Regions from separate parts of the Zea mays genome. Here regions 2 and 3 are each linked to region 1. Evidence: chromatin contacts called from public Hi-C data. All regions are on one chromosome and are shown on one strand. The core of a region is the stretch at or near the end of the contact, and the rest is flanking DNA. Distances in the headings are between cores, read along the strand shown.

Region 1 (4,748 bases), core at 789-3,288:
TAGACCTTCTTGAAAGTATTGCTGACAAGATAAGTTCGAATCAATTTCTAATAACAATACAACATATTTGTATATAAATTATCGTGGTATTATATGTTTCCGTTGCAACGTACGGGCACTCACCTAGTTCATATATGAAGATGTGATTATGTGAACAATATTCTCAATATTAATTGGCACATTATACAAATGTCTGTTTGTACTTGCTGGTACCATAATTCGTATAACTAATAAACATATGCAAAAGTATTGTATTGGCTCAATTTAGAGTATAAAATCAGGATACCTGGCAACAAAGAAATCACTTCGATAGCATATACTAGTTGATATAGTAGTTATATGCATTCTACAACCATAGAACACTTGTCTCTATCTATTGTTGGGGGCTTGTTCTCAAATGCTATAAATCAAGAACAAGACAACACGAAGATGTTAAGTATTAAATACCCTTCGTCCGCTGAAGCATTATCTCCTCGAGGGTTTAATGAACTTCGGACGAAGGATATAAACATAATATAACGAAGGTTACGAAGGAAAAGACCTTCGTTAAGTTGGTAAATGAGTAAACAGAATAAACATATATATAAAGTGCGAAAGTAATAATACCAGCATTATCATCAATACATTTCCATTATTAAATTCATGAAAACGAATTACAAATGTACCTTCAGACTGATGTAAGGCAAAGGTACAAGTCGTGATGCAAAAAGACGTGTGCCCAGTCAGCGTGAACAGTACGAGAGTACTGTTCACCTATTTATAGGCACGGGACGCAGCCCGTGTAAAATTACATTGATGCCCTTTACATTTATCAATAACTCTATAGTAATCCTTCAAGGTCCAATTTGGCTTTTTATCTTTAAGTCGGTTCCTCTTTTCTGCCGTTATGCCGAAGCTTTTCTGCATATGGCTTCATGACCGTCTTATCCTTCGTCATGACCGCTTTTCATTCCAGCTTCGTCTTAAACATGTCCTTGTATATTCGCGACCTGACTCCGAAGGTGCCTGTTCCGAAGGTGTCTGTTCACATTTTACACTTGGAAAACATTGTCAAACTGTGTTTTTGAGGACCTTCGGGAGCCGAAGGCCCCCAACAGTAGCCCCCAACATCTATCTATCCATAACGTGGCCAATCAAGTTAATGGAAAAAATTACTTGAAACATCCGACCACAAATACAAACACGTGGAAATTAGTTAATGGAAAAAACACTAGACACATGCATCCATGGAGCAGGGCATCTATGAATTTCAGAGAGAGACCCAAACAGCTAGGGATGGAGAGAGCAGATGGGCTAATGATTACCTTAGAGAAGGCATAACAGATTCTTTTAGCTGACGGGATACTCGGCCAGATCTGCTTGGGCAGCAAGGAGATGGGTTCCTCGCCCAAAATTTTGTTGCCAAAGAATGCTTGTGGTAGTGATGGGAAGGCACGCGAATCAGTTGTGGTCTAGTGTGGTGCGCGGAATACGGTCGATTTGATGGAAAAACGGTGCGAGGCACCAAAATTTAGGCGCCAATTCTTTGGTTGGGAATGCGGAAGAGGAGAGCAAGTTTGAGGAGAAGAAACACTGGTTTTGGATATGCTTAAATATCAGAATTAATTTAGAAAACGGTTGGATCGTAGTTTTTTTTTAAAGATATACTAAATGGCTAAATCAAAGTTTACTATGTGTTTGGTTGCCTGTATTTGCTGGTGCTTGTATGGCGGGATGCAATGAGCTGATATTTGGTTGTTGTCAACCAGGCTCTACACGTGCGAGGTGTATGTTTGGTTACCTGCGTGTAGATGTGAAACCAGACTCGCACGATACTTAAAAGTACCCTGAACCAAACTCTGCAGAGACGAGTAAATTGGTCGTATCTCTGGAGCCAGGTTCCCGCAATCCTAGCTCATGCAGCTAGGCTACGGGGGAGAAGCCAATCAAACAGGCTTTTTAGATATAGTTGGAGATAGTTTTAGTTCTGACTCTACCTTAACTTTAACTGGCCGTCGATAAAGAGACGACCCAGTCGATGCGACAGCCGCCGGCGCGCGTGACCCACGAAGCAATTTCAAACCCAGCCAGAATCAGGAGCACCGCGTACGCGACGTCGCGGTCGCGGCCCAGCTTCCAGCGCCCGACCCGGCGGGCAAGGCAAGGCAACGAACCAACCTGGATTACTGGATTGTGGCTTGGAAGCTTGCCGCGAGCCCGCGACGACAGACCTTCTTTCGTCCCGTCCTTTCCCCTGCGCGCCGCGAGTGAATTCCGGAATCCCCAATCTATCCGACGCCACACGAAACGAAACACAAGAGAAGAGAATAGAGAGAAGGTCGGAGGGCTAGACCCGGTCCCCCAATTCCAATTCGCCCCTCTCGCGGCCGGCCTCGCGAGACGCCGATTCGGATCCCATCTCCTGCTCAGAGCCTCGATTCGACCGGCGGGGGCGACGATTCGACCGGGTCGGTAGCCAGGCAGAGGCAGCGGAAGGAGAGGATGAGCTTCCAGGACCTGGAGGCGGGGCACGTCCGGGGGGCGCCGCTCGGCGGCGGCCGGAGGAACGGCAGGGGCCCCGCGGGGGCGGGGGGCGCCGGCGCCGGCGCGTCGCAGGCCGTGGCGTCGGGCGTCTTCCAGATCAACACCGCGGTTGCCACGTTCCAGCGCCTCGTCAACACGCTCGGCACGCCCAAGGATACCCCCGACCTCCGCGACAGGATGTACGTCCCGCCTTCCTGCCTTACCTCACCTCCAATCTGTTTTGATTGCCTTGCCTCAACCCCCATCCGTTTTGATTTCGCGGACTCGGTCCGCTCCGGCTTTGATCCGCCTGGCGCCTGTATAATTACGGCTTAGGTTTCGTCCCTGCTATGGATGCATCGATTCCTGTTGCAAGTGGTCGATACTTCGATTACAGTTGCCAGTGGTGGTTGCTTGGGGTTTAATTTTCTCTTATTATTTTTTTAGAGATTGCTTCCGTAAATCGATTTGCTAAGTCCATACGTTATAGCTCTTGATGATGCCTACTTTAGCTGATACTTAGTCATCAGCCATTGAATTGAGCAAATCAAGCCATATGACCTACATGGATTCATTAGGTCATCTGAATCAGTTCTTATGCACCCCTTGCTCATTTTGTGTTATATTTTGAAATTGAATTAGTAGTAACTTCAATTATGCCCAAATATAGGCTAACAAGTTCTAATTGTCTTGATGTGTCTACTGACTATCACCTGCTGTTGATCGCAGACATAAAACACGGCAACACATAACACAACTAGTGAAGGATACATCAGACAAGCTTAAACAAGCTAGCGAGGCGGATCATCGCGTTGAAGTCAGCGTACGTGCCTATCTCTAATTATTGATACATTTTTGTTTTTCCACAACGGTAAAAACCAAATTTCATTATGATAGTATCGAAATTACAAAGTTTTAGAACGTAGCAAACAGAACGAAAGTGAAGTCTCACGACCACCCTGATGCTGCACACCCAGGGAACAGCCATCAGGGGGAAACAACCCACCCATAAGGAGAACGAACTACTCCAAACAAAACCAAAAAAATGCCAACGAAGTTCCAAATACATGGGCCTTGGCCTTAGCAGCACACAGGCTGAGCAAACTGACATCTCCTGGACATGACCAGCATTTGTCTTTCTTCTTGCGCTTGAGTCTTCATGTCTTGCTGATGAAATAGAAGAGCAATCGCTTTGATGGTCTCCTCACCTTGAAGAATCTGCTTCTCCATCTCCGACTTCCGTAGCCCTGGCCCTGCCCAATATGTAATAAAAGAACACATCACACATATAATCTCAGTAGGAGATTTAATCCTCTTTTTGTCAAGAATAGACTGCAGTCCTGGTCTTCCAAATGGCCAGAATACAGCAGCGATGCCCATAACATAGACCGGATTACCATTGGGTACGTTGGTTTTAATCCAATCCCAGTATTGGTCAAAACTCGAAAGTGCTAGGTCTACAGTTAGCCCCTATTGCATAAGCAATCAAACTCTAAACATATGCTGCAGTAGTACAACCAAGGTCCAAGAAAGAGACGTATCACAGTTTCTTGTTCTGTGCAAAAAACACAACTGCACAAGTACCATTTCCTTTCTAGTTTCTCCTCTGATGGTTATCTTTTGCCAAGATGGCTTCCCGAAGGGTAAGCCACATGAAAAAATTTCACCTTCAAGGGCCGATTAGCTTTCCTGATATGCTTGAAGCTCATTCCAACCTAATTCCTACATAGGTGTTTATAAGTAGATTTAACAGAGAAACCCCCAGATTTCTTGCAATCCCATCTTGCTATGTCCTTATTTCAAACAGATGAGGGAACTTTTCTTTGAGGTACACTTGTCCACACCATTTATCCAGCCAGAAACTTGTATATGTACCATTTCCAATCACCATACTTCTTCCCCTTATATAGATATGCTTGACTTTCAGTTGATGATTTCATACAGGGGAGTTCTTTTACTACTCTTAAGCTGGGCTATCCCACCATTTTTCAGATATCTCTTCTTAACAATTTCTTACCAAATGCCACTCTTCTACCAGCATTTACAGAGAAGACTAATGTTCATTGTTCTCGGATTTTTTTTATCCCTAAACCCTCTTTCTGCTTGGGTTTGGTGATCTTAGTCTATTTGAGCAGGTGATACTTTCTCTTTTGTCCCCCCTCTCCCCCGTCCTCTGGCAAAAGAATCTTTTTTGGGCAGTATCTGTTTTCCTAATAGTAGTAAGTGGTAGCAAATACATAGTCATA
Region 2 (4,279 bases), core at 60-2,559, 210 kb after region 1:
AAAAAGGAAAAGGCTATTCAGACCTCGATAGGTTACTATAGAGTCATTAGTAAATGTAAAGGACATGGGTGTAGTTTTACATGGGCTGCGTCCCATGCCTATAAATAGATGAACAGTGCTCCCGTACTGTTCACGCTGACTTGACATTTGCTTTTGCGTCACACTTGTACTCTTACCTTCTTTCAAGCCGAAGGTACATTTGTAATTTGATATCATTTCCATTTTTCCATAATAATAAAATAGAAATGAGTTGATAACAATACATAATTGTTTATGTTATCTCTTACACTTCATATGATTTCTTCTTTATTATTATATCTTGTGCTTATGAAGGTATGTCCTTCATAACCTTCGTCCGAAAATCATTATGTCCCAAGGGAAATAATGCTTCGAAGGACGAAGGACTTTAACGTTTAACATTTTTTGTGTTGCCTTGTTTTTAACTCATAGCATTTGAGAACAAGTCTCCAACAAGAAGGTTGTTAAAATATGGATTATTTTGGATTTTATAGTTACTATGCACCTGGTTACAAAAATACGTCTATATATATATATATATATATATATATATATATATATATATATATATATAAGTCGTATATGTTAAAAGACAAAACCTCTATAAAGAAGAATAAGAGAGTAATATTTATAATATATAATAAGTACTAAGATATTTTTATAGTAAATATTTATAGTAAACTTAAACATATCAACTTATAGAGAAAAAAGTCTTTACATCACAACATGGACAATTATACCGCACACACAGACAACTGCCTATTGATCCCAGGGCACGTGAACCTGCACTTAGTTAGGACATGTACAATTTTATTAGATGCTTTTTAAAGAGTCTTTAGAGACTTAAGTAAAAAAATAAAGAGGCAAACTCTTCACGTATCTTCACAATTTTTTTATATTTATTGTCTTTTAATTATATTTATGATCCAGAGGTTTAAAACTATGGTATAGTCACTTAGCATCGTGTTGTATTAGAAAATCGTTGTAGTGTCTCTAGGATGTACCTGCCCTCATCTCCTTCAGTCGGTGCCGTGCGCCACTGTTTTCCCACTGGCACGCTGCTGATCCGAGAAGACGCGCGATGGATGTAAACTGCCTTCCTGCAGTCCGCAACCAACCACGCATGGAAACGCAAGCCAGTCTCGTGTCGTCTCGTCTCGGCAGCCCCAGCACCGCCCTTCCCCTGTCTCGCGAGGCGATGTCTCGCGCGCACGTCGCCCTCACAACCGGACGCCAGCTCACGAATATCCATCCGATTTAATCCCAGCCCTTTCGATTCCGCCGCACTCGACCTATCATATAAGTACGTGCAGATATCAATAAGCTTACCCACTTATCAATAAGGACATGTGCTTCTCACAGATAAGCCAGTGCTGGGTGGCGTGGGGAGAGAGAAAAGGGCGAGAGGTCTGCAACGCATCGAAGAAAGCGAGACCATAGCTTCTCTCTCTCCCCCAACCTTCTCTTCCACATCTCCGCTTCTCTCTCGCCTCCGCTTCGCTTCGCGAGAGACGGGCCGACGACGGAACCCTAGGATTCGCGCCCGCCTGAGCGGCCAAGCCACCAGGACCGCGCCCTCCGGACCCGGGGGCGCCAGACAAGCTCCGGGGCGCGCGGATCGACCACTGGCCGGCTTACCGCCGCCGCTGCCATGTCGTCGCTCAGCCGCGAGCTCGTCTTCCTCATCCTGCAGTTCCTCGACGAGGAGAAGTTCAAGGAGACCGTGCACAAGTGCGTACACCCTCCCCTCTCTTTGCGCGGCCGGTGGTTACCTTGGGTTGGTGAGTGGTTGGAGATCAGGCTCCTCTACGCTCTAGGGGATTTGATTTGTCGCGCAGCCTGTTTCCGCTTTTTTTTTTTCTCATGAATCCGGCCAGACGCGGCTCTGTTTTTTTTTAAGTCGTTTCTTTTCCTTTCTGGGATTCGACGAGTTGCTGCTGGAAAAAATAAGTTTTTTCAAGCTTCGTTCGATTTGTTAGGAACCGTGTAATAACATGGAAGTTTGGGGGCTATTTAGGTCAAAAGACATTTTATCCCCCCTCGTGCTTTTCTCCGTGACAGTCGATGTTTTTATTTAATCAGGCCAAAAATCGATTTTCAAGGTCTCAACTTTTTTTATATTCCGGAAAAATTCAGGGGCGCATTTGGAATATAGAGCTTGCATGTGCGGGTCACTACACCCATCGCTGGTTCTTGTGTCCACTGGGCTTCCTCTTCTCTGTCGGTTCACTTAATTTCGTCGAACAAATGAATCTCGTGTTATTAGTTTTATAAATCAATACTCTGTTTGGTGTACTGGCGCTTTGGTCCCCTTGTCGTGTCCTGCGGGTAATAATCAGTAAACGACGCACTAGACGGTAATGTTGCTGGATTACGTCATTTCAACCAGGCAATTGGAACTTGTAGGACGTTCTGTTTTCAATGTGTTCTGCACTCTGCTCTGCTTGCTCCAAATTTTTGCATCGAAGAAAACACACGGTTGGTTAGTCAGAACTGTACTTTGTGGCTTCTGATCTTTTTCACAATAAATGCCATGAACTTGGTTGGTCGTTTAGGATCACTTCCAAGCTCAAATCTTGCATTGTGGTTGGCTGGTTTAAGTGGTTACTCGATATTTTTCAGTTTTGACCATTGGAGTTATGAGCTCTTTAGTGTACCCATTCTGTTGATTGATGAGAAAATTTGACAACTGATGTTGTACCACGTTCTTTTATCCCAGAAATGGAATTGCCTGTGGGCTGATATTCTACTACATGTAATAATTCCCTACTTCACATTGTGTTGTAGGCTTGAGCAAGAGTCAGGGTTCTTCTTCAATATGAAGTACTTCGAGGAGAAGGTCCATGCTGGGGAGTGGGATGAGGTGGAGAGATACTTGTCAGGATTCACCAAGGTAGATGACAATAGGTATTCGATGAAGATCTTCTTTGAGATCAGGAAGCAGAAGTATTTGGAAGCGCTTGATAGGTACTGTTCTTTCATATTTCAAACTTCATTTGAATGAGGAGCTGGGTTTTCGAATTTCGTGCCATTGTTTGGGGAATTGTAAAATTGTACTGACTTTTTTTCTTTTTTCTATGTTCCAAACAGGCATGATAGAGCAAAGGCTGTAGATATTCTTGTCAAGGATCTTAAAGTCTTCTCGACATTCAATGAGGAGTTGTATAAGGAGATAACACAACTTCTCACTCTTGAGAATTTTAGGTTTGTTCCTTTTGCTTTCTAAATCCATGGCATCAGATTGCTGAGAAACCATTAAAATAAATATTTCTTAGAGCCTTGTTACCCCTTAGATCTTTAAGATAAACATTGAAAACGACTCTCCTGTTTGGTGCAATGCAATTAATATATCTTCACTGACAATGAAATAGGACATTTACTAATAGATCATGAACTATTAGGAAGCCATGGCAAGCAGCTGGTACACATACATTAGCTGAGTAGGCCTGCAAGCCGGCAACGGCATAACTCGTTAGCTGCCAGATGCTTATTGCAAATGATAGAGGTTTGTTTAAGATATTCATTTGGTAGCTTTTATGTTATGCTGTATTTTCCTGTAAAAATTATTTTTTAAAATGAAATTTGTTAGTTGCTTAACAATATATTTATTACTATCCTACAGTGTTTTATTCCAAGTATTATAATTCCTTAGCCTGCTGCTTCTGTTTTCAATTTGTAGCTCAAAACTATCAAATAATGTTGCTTGCAGGGAAAATGAACAGTTGTCTAAGTATGGGGATACTAAATCAGCTCGAAGTATTATGCTGGTTGAGCTAAAAAAACTTATTGAAGCAAACCCCCTTTTCCGGGAAAAACTTGTCTTCCCTACTCTTAAGGCATCACGCCTCCGAACTCTAATCAATCAAAGGTTTGAAAGTAATCTAATGCTGTTACTTTAACGGATATTCTGTTTCCATTCCAATATTTTTAGTGTGACTGATTTCCCCCCCAAATGTGCAGCTTGAATTGGCAGCATCAGCTTTGTAAGAACCCTCGTCCAAATCCAGATATCAAAACTTTATTCACCGACCATACATGTTCTCCACCCAATGGAGCTCGTGCATCGCCGGTATCTGTACCACTGGCAGCTGTTCCAAAGGCTGGTGCTGCATATCCACCACTCACAGCTCATACTGTATGTTTGCACTTGATCATTTTCTGCTCGTGCGTGGATTTTATGATGTTTTTTTACATTATGTATTTATTTATGCAGCCGTTCCAACCTCCACCTGGTCCATCTTTAGCTGGTTGGATGGCAAAT
Region 3 (4,579 bases), core at 1,980-4,479, 210 kb before region 1:
GCGGGTAGGACATGGGTATATGGTTCGTACCCATACCCGTGAGACAAAACTCAAGCCTTATTCGTACCCATACACGTTCATGGGTATGGATCTGTACCCATACTCGTACCCACCTAATATCTGTTACTCGACGAATATTCATTACCCGCTCACTCACTGCAATATCAGCATTCAACACCAAACAACAATTTTATCACAATTCAACAATTTAATCATTCCAACATCATCAAACAACAATTTCAACACCAAACAACATATCATGGATAGAAATTGGAACATGTGAATTTGGGATAATGTATTGAATCCGGAAGGCCCACGTGTCACATACCCATTGGGTAACGGGTACGGATACTAGATATCCATACCTACGAAAAAATTAACCATGGATACCTTGTTATATCCATACCCATACTCGTGGATAATGAATTCCACCATATCCGTGTCTGATGGATAATTACCTACGGTTAGTTACCCATACACATACCAATACCCATTACCATCCCTAGATAGGAGAGCAGCTGCCAGCTGGATGCGACTCCTGACCATGGCTGGGTCCGCTCGTGAAGAAAAAAGAAACGACGAAAAACAGAATGGAACAGTAGTTTATGTTACAAGTGGTAGAGGTGGTTAATTTTTACTAGCTCCACCAAATCTAAATTGGTGGACCACATATTGAGTTGTTTCCCAAAATAGTAAATCTGGTCCCTAGATTCATCAATTTGGTGAATCTGGACTATTTGACCTGTAGGGTCAATTTTTTGTGAATTTAAAATTGAGGAAATTGTCCCAAAGAAACCCTTAGGACATGTACAACCCAGAAACAGGAGCATGATTCTTCAAGTATAAAAGACACCTAAGGGCGTGTATAACCTAGATACAGGGGCACAAATCATCAAGTATAAAAGATATCTAAGACATACTTTGATACAATAAAGTGTATCTAACTTTTGTATCTTATTCCCTAAAAACTCTAAGACACGATTTATTAACGAAGGTTGTATATATGAAGTTGTTCCTCAAGACTTGAAGAACCGTGTCAAAGATATGTCTTGATGAAGACACAATTTTTGTCTTACCCTCTAGAAACACATAAATACACAGTGCATTCATATGAGTTATGCATGCCCTAAGGCATACATTGGACCAATCAAACAAATAGCATTGGACCAATCAAACATGAACTGAGTTTCAGTAATCCCATGGCAAATAAAAAACAGGAAATTGTTGGATGGTAAATGATTGATTGCATCAATAAAGAAAATGCGAAATCAAAATTGTTGACTGACCAGAAGGCACATACCTGTCTATGCACCTGTAGTAGTTAAGTCCTCCAGTAAAGCCTGTTTTCGCAAATTTTTCTGCATAGTAAGAAATATCTTCCTCTGATAGCCATGGAGGACAAGTTCCATCTGAATCAAGAGAGTCAAAGAAGCTCTTGTCCTTGGGCAGAATAAGAGGAGCTGGCTTGCGCATGCCAAATGTCTTCTTAAACACCCACTTGATGTCATATAGAGCAAATTCAGCTTCAGCAACACCAAATTCCTGTATGCATCCTTATGTAATTCAAATGTGCAGTGTTTTTTAGAAAAAAAAACATATCTAAAGGGGCATTGATATACACAAAATATGTCATATATGTTAAAAAATAGTTAGCTCCACACAACTGGACTATGCAAATGGGACCAAGTCGATGATTTCAAGACAGCGACATCCAAGAGTTATTATTCCCTTGAAGATTTAAATCAACTAAAATCAGTGAGACAATCTGATAGGTAAGTTTTACAGCTGATCTGGTGCTGCATGCTGATGTTCGTTGATAGAACTCCAAAGAAGACCTGATATTTCCATTAAACAATACTGTTATATGCAACCTTGCACAAAACCGTTTTTTTTTCCTCAAACATGCAGAGCGGTGTATCATTATATCAAGAGAAGAAACCTTGCACATAACAGTTACTGCACTAAAATCAATTTATTGTAGGGAAACATATTCTCTTAAAATAAGACATCTAGGGACTAAGTATTCAAGTTTGTATCAAATGATCTGCTAACCTCCTCTGAATTAAGTCTATGGGCTGTGTTTCATTTTTCAAACCAAAAGTTTCTAATTAGCATTTATTTCGTCGCCATTATCTATCTGCAACTGTGGATATTCCTAGCTGTTTATGGTCACTCCCACTATTATGTGTGCGGGGTACCGAATCCGACCCTTCCTTAACAGCTAGGAGAATTTTTTTTTGGGAAATTTGGATCCATACCATTAAAAGATCACCACTTTGGATCCATACTATTACTATCTCACTTACATGTGGGTCCACATGAGTCAATGACATGTGGGGTCCATGGTATATATCTAAAGTTTGGATCTTTTAATGGTATAGATCCAATTGTTCCTTTTTTTTACGGGACAGAGTCAAATTGAGGCACCAAGTAATCGTTCCAGTATCCATCGAACCAATCTGCTCTCCAAACTAAACGAGTCAACAAAAAATGACAAATGCCCGAACCAATGGTTATCAGAGCAGAGGACGGAACATGACTAGTCATCATAAATAAGACCATTGATTGATCCTGCCTGGCCCATAGGAGCTGCGGTAGCAGTATGTAATGGGAAAGGAAGCACAGTACTCCACTTGTTTACCTGGAAGCGGCACATGTAGTGGTCTTCGCCGCAGGCAGCTCTGATGGCCTGGAGCGGGCTCATCTCCGGCCGCCGCGGGTGGTACACGACGCTTAGGTTCACGAGCGCCCGCACCAGGTCCGGCCGAAGCAGACAAAGCTGCCACGCCACGGTGGCTCCCCAGTCGTGCCCCACCACGAACACCTGCAGCGAACAGAGAACCCGATCAAAAAAAAAAGAGGGCGAATAAGCCAACGTACCGTGTCTGCTTCGCAGTTTTGTGCAACGAATCGAACGGATTGCTGCAGTAAAACCTGCCGCTGGCCGAGGTCGGAGATGAGCGCGACGAGGTCCCCGACGACATGGAAGGTGGTGTAGCTGGACGCATCAGGCGGGGAGTCGGAGTCGCCGTAGCCGCGGAGGTCCGGGGCCACGGCGCGGTAGCCGCGCGCCGCCAGGGCGGACATCTGGTGGCGCCAGCCGTACCAGAGGTCCGGGAAGCCGTGAAGGAGCAGCACCACTGGGGCGCTGCCCTCCTCGGGCCCAGCCTCCGCCACGTGCAGGCGCACTCCGTTCGCCTCCAGCGTTCGGTGCCGCACCCCCTCCACCGCGGCCGCCATCTCTATCCTATGCCGTCCTGTCTGCTCACCGAAGCGCACTGGCTCAGGCAGCTGCTACCTGTCGCGCACGCGCATGCCGCCTGCTTTTGTAGCGGGACCTGCCGGCTGCTGGCTTTGGAGGCGCAGCAGGGGATTTTGGGGCGTGCGAGGCAGCCGAACGGATGGGCGGCGCGGGCGAAACGGAGTACTACAGTATATGCGGATTTTCATTGGGTGGGGTGGCCGGCAGGCGGCAGCGGTAAGCCGTGGGCGGCAGGACGGCGAGGGCTTGGCAGCTTTCGAGCTTCCGGTTTCCTGGGATTGGCCTGGGCCCTGGTGCCGCTGCTCGATTTCCTCGTTAGGCTATCCGCACTCATACTACTCTAAATTTCTACCCTAAAAAGAATATTCTGTCCTGATCAACACTCTATACCACAATCCTCCGCACTCATATTTACTCTATATTCCAACCCTATACCAACTACCATATATTATATTATATTTTTTCCCACTCCGCGTGCATGCATGTGCTGTGAACGGCCGCGTGCATGCATGTGGGCCCGCCTCCCCACCTCCGCGTGCATGCATGCATCTGCCTCCGTCGGCTGCTTGCTTGCATGCCTCGTTTAGCGCATGTGCGTCCAAATTCTACATTTGCAGCTCAATCACGCGTAGAGTCTAGCACCCAGTCACCCGCTGCAGGTGTTTCTTTACGCTATATGGGATAGAGTCCAGCACCTGGTCCTCCACTGCGGGTAGCCTTATCGTGGAGACGCGGCTACCTTTTCTACCTCCTCCTACAGTCCTACACTCCAACTGGTAGAGCTGAAGCCTGAAGCAGCTAGTATAGAACTCGCGGTGTGGAACTGGTAATTAACCTAGTCACTAACGGAATATGCAAGTTGTTTTGGTTGTAGACTTGTAGGTCATGAAAGAAACACGGACGTTTAAGAGGAAGTAAATTAGAACTTCTAAAACGCTAATTAGACTACAAATAAATCTCCTAAACAAAAACTATGTAAATAACTAAATAATAATGTGCAAACTAGATTTTGTCTAATTGTTTCTATCTCTACCGCAAAAAGAGTAGGCATTGTGATTTATTATTTGTTGCACTTCTAGTTGTTGGAAGTCCTCATCGTCGCTATCGGGCAACTCCATTCCTACTTCAACAATATACCAAATATTTGGATGGGGTAAGCATAAGTGTCCTATCATACTATGGCTCCACCTGGAATAATTTGTTCCATCAAATTGAGGAGGTTTTTCAAGTGAAACAAATAATAGAGGGGTGGTGGTATTTGAAGGAATATGATTATAATTGAAAGATATGCTAGAATAGTTAGAATAAACTGTTTTA

Evidence for each region. Hi-C and Micro-C count contacts between places; a contact is called where the count stands out from the background.
Region 2: a contact with region 1 is called in a Hi-C map of root tip, with 4 times the contacts expected there. The contact joins the promoter of LOC103649954 here to the promoter of LOC100383665 in region 1. A contact is called at or near these places in 5 of 25 Hi-C or Micro-C datasets (ear, leaf, leaf mesophyll and 2 more).
Region 3: a Hi-C map of ear shows a contact between it and region 1, with 2.2 times the contacts expected there. The contact joins the promoter of LOC100282504 here to the promoter of LOC100383665 in region 1. A contact is called at or near these places in 5 of 25 Hi-C or Micro-C datasets (ear, endosperm, leaf and 1 more).

The regions. Positions count from the first base shown.
Region 1 is chr3:36,199,806-36,204,553 of Zm-B73-REFERENCE-NAM-5.0, reverse strand. LOC100383665 reads left to right here and starts at 2,038. Exons shown (of 7, transcript NM_001366830.1): 1 at 2,038-2,702; 2 at 3,232-3,325. The coding sequence starts at 2,482.
Region 2 is chr3:35,991,253-35,995,531 of Zm-B73-REFERENCE-NAM-5.0, reverse strand. It overlaps LOC103649954 (protein TPR1), which reads left to right and starts at 1,309. Exons shown (of 25, transcript XM_008675649.3): 1 at 1,309-1,749; 2 at 2,806-2,985; 3 at 3,109-3,222; 4 at 3,728-3,886; 5 at 3,979-4,153; 6 at 4,232-4,279. The coding sequence starts at 1,670.
Region 3 is chr3:36,415,089-36,419,667 of Zm-B73-REFERENCE-NAM-5.0, reverse strand. LOC100282504 (epoxide hydrolase 2) reads right to left here and starts at 3,229. Exons shown (of 4, transcript NM_001366433.1): 1 at 2,935-3,229; 2 at 2,642-2,824; 3 at 1,301-1,542. The coding sequence starts at 3,087.